2 separate regions of the Zea mays genome follow, and region 1 is linked to region 2. A link is a contact called in public Hi-C data. All regions are on one chromosome and are shown on one strand. The core of a region is the stretch at or near the end of the contact, and the rest is flanking DNA. Distances in the headings are between cores, read along the strand shown.

Region 1 (4,134 bases), core at 23-2,522, 88 kb before region 2:
TCCTAAATCTCGAGGACGAGATTCTTGTTAAGGGGAGTAGGATTTGTAATACCCAAATTGTAAGATTACTAAAGGAGAAATTATTTCCTTATTGTATGTGCACTCTTTATTTACCATCACATGTGAACACCTCACTTAAAAGAAAAATTGATTAATAAAAGACATACCACTAAATTATGCATCATGCTGAGTTTTCACTTTGTGTGCATTTTGTGACAATATAAAATAATGTAAAAAAAATATTAGTACTCGAATTGGAAGTAAGACTTAAATTGGAATTTTGGAATTAGAGGAGAAGAGCACTAGTTACCACAAAATAAAAAAATCAAAATAAATAAATAAAATTTCCTCATACCATGTTTAGGATGTACATTTTATGAGGAAATAAATGAACCACTAAGTTTTAATTTGAATGGAATTTGAATTTATGAATTTGAAAGTTTAAAAGGGAAAGAAAAGAAAAAGGAAAACAAAACTATTGCGAAACGGGCCGGCTGCCACCCATTTGGCCCATCCACTTCCCTGCCTCTGCTGGCCCAAACCCACTTTCCCTCCCTCACGCTGCTACGCTGACCAGCGGGGCCTGCACCACGGCTATTTCTCGCGCCCACGCCGTGTCGCGGCTAAATGGGGCCCACTCGCCAGCATATTTTTCTCCCACGCTTGCGCGGAGTCCGCGTTTCTGGAGCATGGGGCCAACTTGTCAGTCTCCGCCACACCATGGCCAGACGGCTTGAGCTCAACCACCTGCACGATAACTCCTGGCGCCACACGCTCCAATAACCCAACCAGCCGGCCCTATATGATCGCGGGGCAAGGCCGCCATCCCTTTACCTGGTGACCCCGAGTGACTCCAGCGCCGTCATGAGTTCTTCATCGCCGTGCAGTGAGGGTCGAGCAATCGAAGGGAGGGGTCCTTGCGTGGTCTTCCAGTTTTGTGGCCGTACCGATCGAGCGCGGTATCCCTGGGCCACCTGGTGTCATCGCCGGTGTCCATACCCTCGGCCGGGTCGCTGGTCAACAGGGGCGGGCCGCTCCTCCTGTCGCGCCAGATCTCGGTGAGCAATGCTTCCTCTCCGTGTGCTTTGCCAATTCGTAGGGGCGGAATGGGATGCGTGCGCAGGGTCTAGGCCTCACCGGCAGAGTTGCGCGGTGGGTGGCGCTTGGTGTGGGGTGCGTTCGCCGCGCAGCGCGCGGACGATGTCATGGCGGGCTGACCGGAGGTTGAAGAAGAACGGTGGACCGTTCATCTCATGTCTAACGGTCACGATTGGATGAATGGTCGAGAGAGTGCGAACCGTAGATCTTAGATGGATGGCCTAGATCGAATCTTGGCGTACCCCTTCGAGTCATTAAACCAGAATCGTGAATTCCAGATCTGACGACTAGGGCTGAGCGCAGATGAATAACTAGCGTGAAGTCTAATCTGGAGCGCAGATATTGGATCCAACGACCCGTGTTCAACCGTACCTCTTCGCGATTGCGCATTATCATATGAACCCTTACAATTTACAGTTATCAACTCACCGTCCGTAAAAGGGGTCGCCTGAGTCTTAGTAACATTTGCGCCAGAGCCCTTGTACTCTTTAGAAATTGGTGCCCAATCCAGAGAGTATTGAAAATATGAAATTAATAATAGAAATGGATTTTCAATGTATAAATAAATGCTAGAACTTGTTTAATTTGTAGAAAATTAATGCTTAGTACAAATTAATTCTCAGTTTCTAAAATTTTGTAATATTATTGTTTATCACCTAGTGTCTCTGTTCTGACATGAAAACAGTAATAAGATTTATTTCTTAGTTAATCTTATGTCAAATACATAAAACCTTTGGAAATTCATAACTTAAAATCTGGAACTCCAAAATTAATGATTCTTGTTCCTAAAATCTTATTTTAATGTGTAGATTATTATTATGTATTTTGTTTAAATGTTTGGTGTGATGTTAATTTCCGCTATATACTATGTATGTTTGTATTGATGTGAGTAGACGAGCAAGCCATAGAGGATCCAGGGCTTCAGCTGGTAGAGACTGCTGAGCAGGAGCTCGTTGAAGGCAAGTTGTGCCCTTGATCACTTTCTTTTTACCCCAGTCATGTTCTGTTTAATCATAATGATGTGCATAGGTTAATTTTGATGGGACCAAATTGGTTACCCTAGTTTGACTATCTTTATACCTTGTTTACCACTGAATTTTTGGGTAGTACCTGCTATTGTTTTATGTGGTTTTGGGTATAGAGATACACACTATTCATGATTATACTTTTATTATCATTTGTTATTTATGGTTCATGATAAGATCATTATGTTAATTGGAACATGGAGAACCACCCGGGAAAACAGTGCTACCACAAGCGTGGTATGGGACGCCCTTGGCTGACTAATTAGGAAAGCTAGTGGAGGACTACCTTACCCGAAAGGGGCAAGGGCAGTAAGGGAGTGGTCAGTGTAGGAAGGTCCTTAGGTTGATTTTGCTGCGATGGCGGTCAGGTGAGGGATCCCTGCATTGGAGCTTCCTAGAAACTGTAGCGGGTTTTCTGAAGCTAGTGGAACTTTGTAAAGGCCTCGTAGTGTTACCCTGCCTCGCCTCCTCGGTAGAGGTGTATGGGATTGGTCGTCTCTTGGCAGATGGGTAACATGACTTGTGGGTAAAGATGCGCAACCTCTGCAGATTGTAAAACTGGTATACTAGCCATGCTCGCGGTCATGAGCAGCTCGGACACACATGCTTAATTTATGGAATTAAATTCAAGTTGTCATTCGCATGCATTGGGATTATTTTATTGTTACTTTTACTTATTATTACTATGGTTTGGTATTCACTTACACTTAGTAACTGCTAATAAAATTTTGACCAACTTATAAAAGCAATGCTCAGCTTCAGCCTTTATTATATTGATTTGTCTTACACTTCACATGAACTCCCACCTTTGGTGAGTTCATGCACATTATTCCCCACAACTTGTTGAGCGATAAACATGTGTGAGCTCACCCTTGCTGTCTCACACCCCCCACAGGAGAAGAACAGGTGGTCGAAGAGGAGTCGCCTAACACTGAGGCTTTCGACTTGATCTAGGTGGCGTCTCCTAGTCAGCTTTGTAGCGCCAGGGAATAATATTTAGTTCGCTTTATTTTATCATTTATTTTGTAAGACTTCCGCTATGTAATAAGTACTCTGATGATATTGTGACATTTATCTCTATACACTCTGTTATTATATGTGTTGTCTTCTCTGGCGCATATATGAGACGCACCCGGCTTTGTCCCTTAAATTCGGGTGTGACATTAAGTGTAGTCTAGGTTCTAGGTGGATGTTCAACTTAACAGTCTCCATCAAAACACATGTATATCAAGCATTTTAGATGATGAGAGCATTTTATTGTGACTTAGCATTTGGTGGGGATTGTTGGATTAATGTGGGTGTGGCCCAAATTAATATTCAATAATAGTCAATGCTAAAGGCCCACTTTAATGCTATGGTGTACTAATATTTTAGTACCATACCAGAAGTTCAGGGGACAAATCAATCAACTTAAATAGGTGGACCATTGGTGCATCTATTGAGAAGTTGAGAAAAGGATGAAGGACTGTCACACGCGTGCGCCGCCGACCGGGCCAGGCCGTGGCCGTGGCTTGTGGCTCGTGGTAGTCGGACCTTGGTCCAAATATTCCTTCCTAACGGTTGTGCATTTTGCTTGAAGTGATGACCGTCCGTTACTGTCCATTTCCTGTCTTATAGCTAGTAACGGACGGGCTGTAATGGCTGTCGGCTAGCAACAGACAAGCTGTAATGGTTGTTAGTTTTTAGCTCTTATGGTGGCCATTACTGTCCCTTCCCCTCCCTTTGCGCGTGTATAAATATGTGAATAGTGGACACTCTTCTTGTTATGCGAACATCTCTTAGACGCATTGCACTCAGCCCACCCCCGTCCCACCTTCTGCGAGCATAGGGAGAGTGTGGGAGAGCAGGCCTCCGAAATTGCCGTCCGTAGAGCTACACTTGCACGAGTGTGCGAGCGATCAGGTTTTTGGGGAGTGTACTCGCTCCGTCCGCTCGACCAATGTTGATCCGGTTCTTCGTCGTCAGCGTCGTTCGAGGGACTGCACTGCGTACAATTGCCTGCATCGACTGC
Region 2 (4,071 bases), core at 408-2,907:
CCTTGAACTTTCACGGTGCAAATCATATAAGGGCATGTACAATCTCATTTAATATTAGGTCTCTTGAGAGGTTTAAGCCGTCACTTATATTTAAAAAACCGAACTGATGTCTCAGGTACATGCCCTAATGTCACCATCACACCCTTCATCGTAGACTGCCATAACCTGTGCTAGTTTGGGAGCCATGGAATTGAATGGGATTAAGGATGTTAAAATCTTCTTCTATTTAAAATTAAATAAAAAAGGTGGATTAAGGATATTAAAATCTTCTTTCCATTTAATTTAAATTAAATAAAAAAGTGATTTTAGCCCTTCAATTCTCTTCTCCCAAACTAACCCCTAGATACGAGCACACAGTTTACCCATGTCGACTGTCACTATTATCAGACTCACGTCCGGTCTGGGTTGCCAATGATGGAGGATTCTTTTAATCAGCTTAAGGCCTTGTTCGGTTACATGGGATTAAATCCCACCATGAATTTAATCCGGGTATGGATTGGATGAATCCATACCTCACACCCAATCCTATGGTGGGATTAAATCCATCAACTAATTCATGTGTCTCTTAAAGATAGTTATTCTTTTGATCCATGGATTCTAATGTAAACTTGTTCAATATCTTCATGGATTTGTTCCATACTTAATAAGCTATGGATAAAATCCATGCCTTATATAGTTTAAAAAATTCCTAAACCCTTGAGTTATATTCTATGGTGAGTTTAACCGAATAAAAAAATTTAAGTAGTCTTGATTATTTTGGAGCATAAATTGTGATATGGATTTAATTTCAATCCATGCTAATCTAGAGCTGGATTGGTGTAAACGAACAAAAGCCTAAATTGGTTTCTCACATGAAGAGCGTGTATGTTTGGCCCCACATGATGCACATTTAAATCATGCATACGCATCTGTCACATGTTAAAATACCGCTAAAGCACTTATCAATTGGATTAGATTCTCTTTCGCCTCATAAATACAACAGAGAAAAAAAATCCAATAGGTAAGTGCTTAAGGCCCAGTTTGTTTCTCTCATATATTATATAAGCAAGATTATAGTGTAAGAGTAAGAGGGTAAAATATCATTTTATAATCACAAATAAACTTAAATAAACTGCCTAATGTTAGCTTATTTTAACTTATTTACGGTCTTCAAGTAATATTTTATCCTCCTGCCATTCTACCGTAATCTAACATATATAATCCATGAGGGAAACAAACACACCTTAAATTTGACTTAGGCCTCGTTTGATTCCTTTAGTTCAGAGACTAAAGTATAGTTAGAAGACTAAAGTTTAGTCCCTACCTTGTTTGATTCTAAAGACTAAAACTATTTAATACATATTAAATTAATCATAAGAGGACTAAAATACCCCTTAGCATTCTCTCAACTTTAGTGCAATTGAAATAAATGAAGGGTAAAAAGTAGAATTTATATGGTTTAGTTTTTTTTAGTCACCTCTTGAGGGACTAGAGATTAAACTAGTTTAGTCCATGTTTTAGTTTCACAGTTTGGTAATTTAGAAACTAAATCAGACTAAAATGGGTGACTCATCTTTAGTCGTCAAACCAAACGAGCCTTTAGCTTAGTGCTCACAGTTACTGAATGTATGGATTGTCAAACCAAAGATTCTATACAAAACAGAACTACTACTATATACAGTATATTGAGCTAAAACGGTAAACCAGCAGTGATAGGCAAGAGGTGCATTCCTGGCGCCGACAAAGGTAAAGGGAAAGAGAGGCGGCAGCCGGAAGGAATCGAAGCATCAAGGACAGAGCAGGGCCGGGACCATGGAGAGCAGGAGAGGGACACCCAGACAACAAGATCCCCTCACCCCGCACGCCCGCACTCCACTCCCCCGACTCACACGCGCGCCCGCCATTGCTGCCCCGGCCCGGCCTGGCCCCTTCGCTTTCTAGCTAGCTCCCTTGTCCCCTCCATCGCTAGCTAGCCCGCCTATATCATCATTGCCCCGCGCGCACTCGCTGCTCTGCTCTTCTCGACTACACGTCAACAATGGAGAGGTGGGCGCCAGCGCCACCGTCGGCGGCGCGGGAGAGGCCGAGGCGGCGACCTGGCCAACCATCCTTCTCGTCCACGCTGCTGGACGCCATCTGCGATTCCTTGGACGAGCAGGCCGGCGGCCACGGAGCAACGGCGGAGCGTGCCACGGCACCGACGCCTCGGAGCGCCAAGGAGCAACACCAGGCGGCCCTACATTACTACTACTACAAGCCCTTCTTGGCCGCCAGCCACCGGGCGGCGCGCGCGGCCCCTTCGCCTGCGGACGACTGCTCCTCCGGCCGTGGCTACTTCTCGTCGTCCGAGGTCGAGTACTCCCTCCGCCGCCTCCGCCCCATCCGAACCTCAGCTGGCGGCGTTGGGCCGGCCTCGGTGGCTCCCGTGGAGAAGCAGAAGCCGGCCCCGCCAGGCACGGCGAAGAGGGCGCGGAAGCCGTCCGCCGCCCCCGCCAGCGGCGGCTGCCGCAGGCCGGCCTCCCCCGGCGCGCGGCTCGCCAGCCTTCTCAACGCCATATTCTCCGGCAAGCGGAATTCTGCGCGGCAGCACCCGGCTCCGGCGGACGAGGAGCCGGCGTGCTCGACGGCGCCATCCACCGCGCGCCCCTGCCTCGCCAAGACACCGCCGTCCGCGAGGGCCCGGGCCAGGGCGACCCGGAACCGTAGCAGGACCGTGCGGTTCTTGGACATCGAAGGCGAGGTGGCTGTGGCTGCGGCCGCCGCTGGTTGCAGGCGATTCCCGGTGGTGGAAGTGGAGGACAGCGACGGCGGCGAGGAGAGCAGCGACGCGAGCTCCGACTTGTTTGAGCTAGAGAACCTCGCAGCCCTTGCTCCCGCGAACGGCGGGCCCGGTTGCCGTAGGACGTGCGAGAACGAGCTTCCGGTGTACGGGACGACTGGAGCTGGTCTTGGGAACGACAGTAGACTTGTCCGTCGTCGACGCCCGTTTGGGTACGTCAGCCATGGTCGGAGTTGCAGAGGGTTGTTTGATTTCAAATAGGCAGAGGGGGTGAACTGTAAAGTGGTGTTCCTTTTTTTTGTTGGCATGTTGTTCTCTTTTCAGGACTTTGGTCGTTATGTATTCGCTGCTATAAATTGTGATAATATAAGACTTATCTAATGGTTCTGTTTCTGTTACTTACTTCGAAGTTTTAGTTAAGTTCAATTTGTATCCAATGAGCTGTCACATAAGCAGTAGTTCTCTAAAATACTCTCTAAATAAATAATTTAGATAGTTAACCTAAAAACTCATCTCCAACGGCTCTCTAAATAAACTTCCTAAATTTAGTCACTTCTCATCTAACCTTATTTCCTACCTACATTTAGCAACCACTTACCAACTCCCAAACCATAAAATCTGGCACACTTCTTTTATTTGGACGTCTTTTCCACATTCTGAGCCCATGTGCCGGCTGTCGGTGATGCACAATTGCAGCACCTAGTAAGCTAGAGATTAAACAATTAATAATATAACAGCTGCACATGCACAGGTCGAGAATAAACAATTGTGGCAACAAATCAAAAGGACAACACAACTCACCATGTTGAATCAGTTTGCTGACGAGGTCACAATTTTGAGATCGAGTTGCAGATGTGAGATGAAAACAAAAGGAAAAATGGCTAATCCCACTCAAATTGGTGATATGACAAGTTTTAACATATTTAGGAAGTAATATATAGAGAACTGTTGGAGGAGATAAGTTTTTTTGTTTACTATATTATTTGAGGACTTGCTAAATCTCAGATTTAGGTAGTAGAAATATACATAACTATTGGAGCTGCTCTAAGTGTTTTATATGATGTGACAATGTTTTCAGGAAGAGAAGTGAGATTCATAGGGATGAACTTTTTTGGCGCGATTACCGATTCTCTATGAGTCTTCTTAGAGCAAATATAGTAGGATGATATAAGCTCGCAAAATGGTTCGCCACATTAGATTTTTGTCAAGTCCGGGGAGAGAAAAGAAAAGAATGGGGCCGCTAATTCCAACATATTTGGTAAGAGAATGAGAATACAAAGGTGGTTCTAGTAGTAATTGCTCAATATTCTTTC

What was found. A called contact is a pair of places that touch in the nucleus more often than the background predicts.
Region 1: a Hi-C map of ear shows a contact between it and region 2, with 1.9 times the contacts expected there. The contact joins the enhancer-like site here to the promoter of LOC103626240 in region 2. A contact is called at or near these places in 4 of 25 Hi-C or Micro-C datasets (bundle sheath, ear, leaf and 1 more).

Annotation. Positions count from the first base shown.
Region 1 is chr5:37,305,554-37,309,687 of Zm-B73-REFERENCE-NAM-5.0, reverse strand. No RefSeq gene overlaps it. Among protein-coding and RNA genes, the nearest start is that of LOC103626241, 49 kb to the left of the region's middle. Within about 2 kb of position 1,272, at least 17 of the 20 cell types and tissues checked have an H3K27ac peak or open chromatin away from gene starts, as enhancers often do. A contact at or near this core is called in bundle sheath, ear, leaf and 1 more, where this site is marked.
Region 2 is chr5:37,217,615-37,221,685 of Zm-B73-REFERENCE-NAM-5.0, reverse strand. LOC103626240 reads left to right here and starts at 1,657. Exons shown (of 1, transcript XM_008646641.3): 1 at 1,657-3,151. The coding sequence starts at 2,018. The coding sequence ends at 3,019.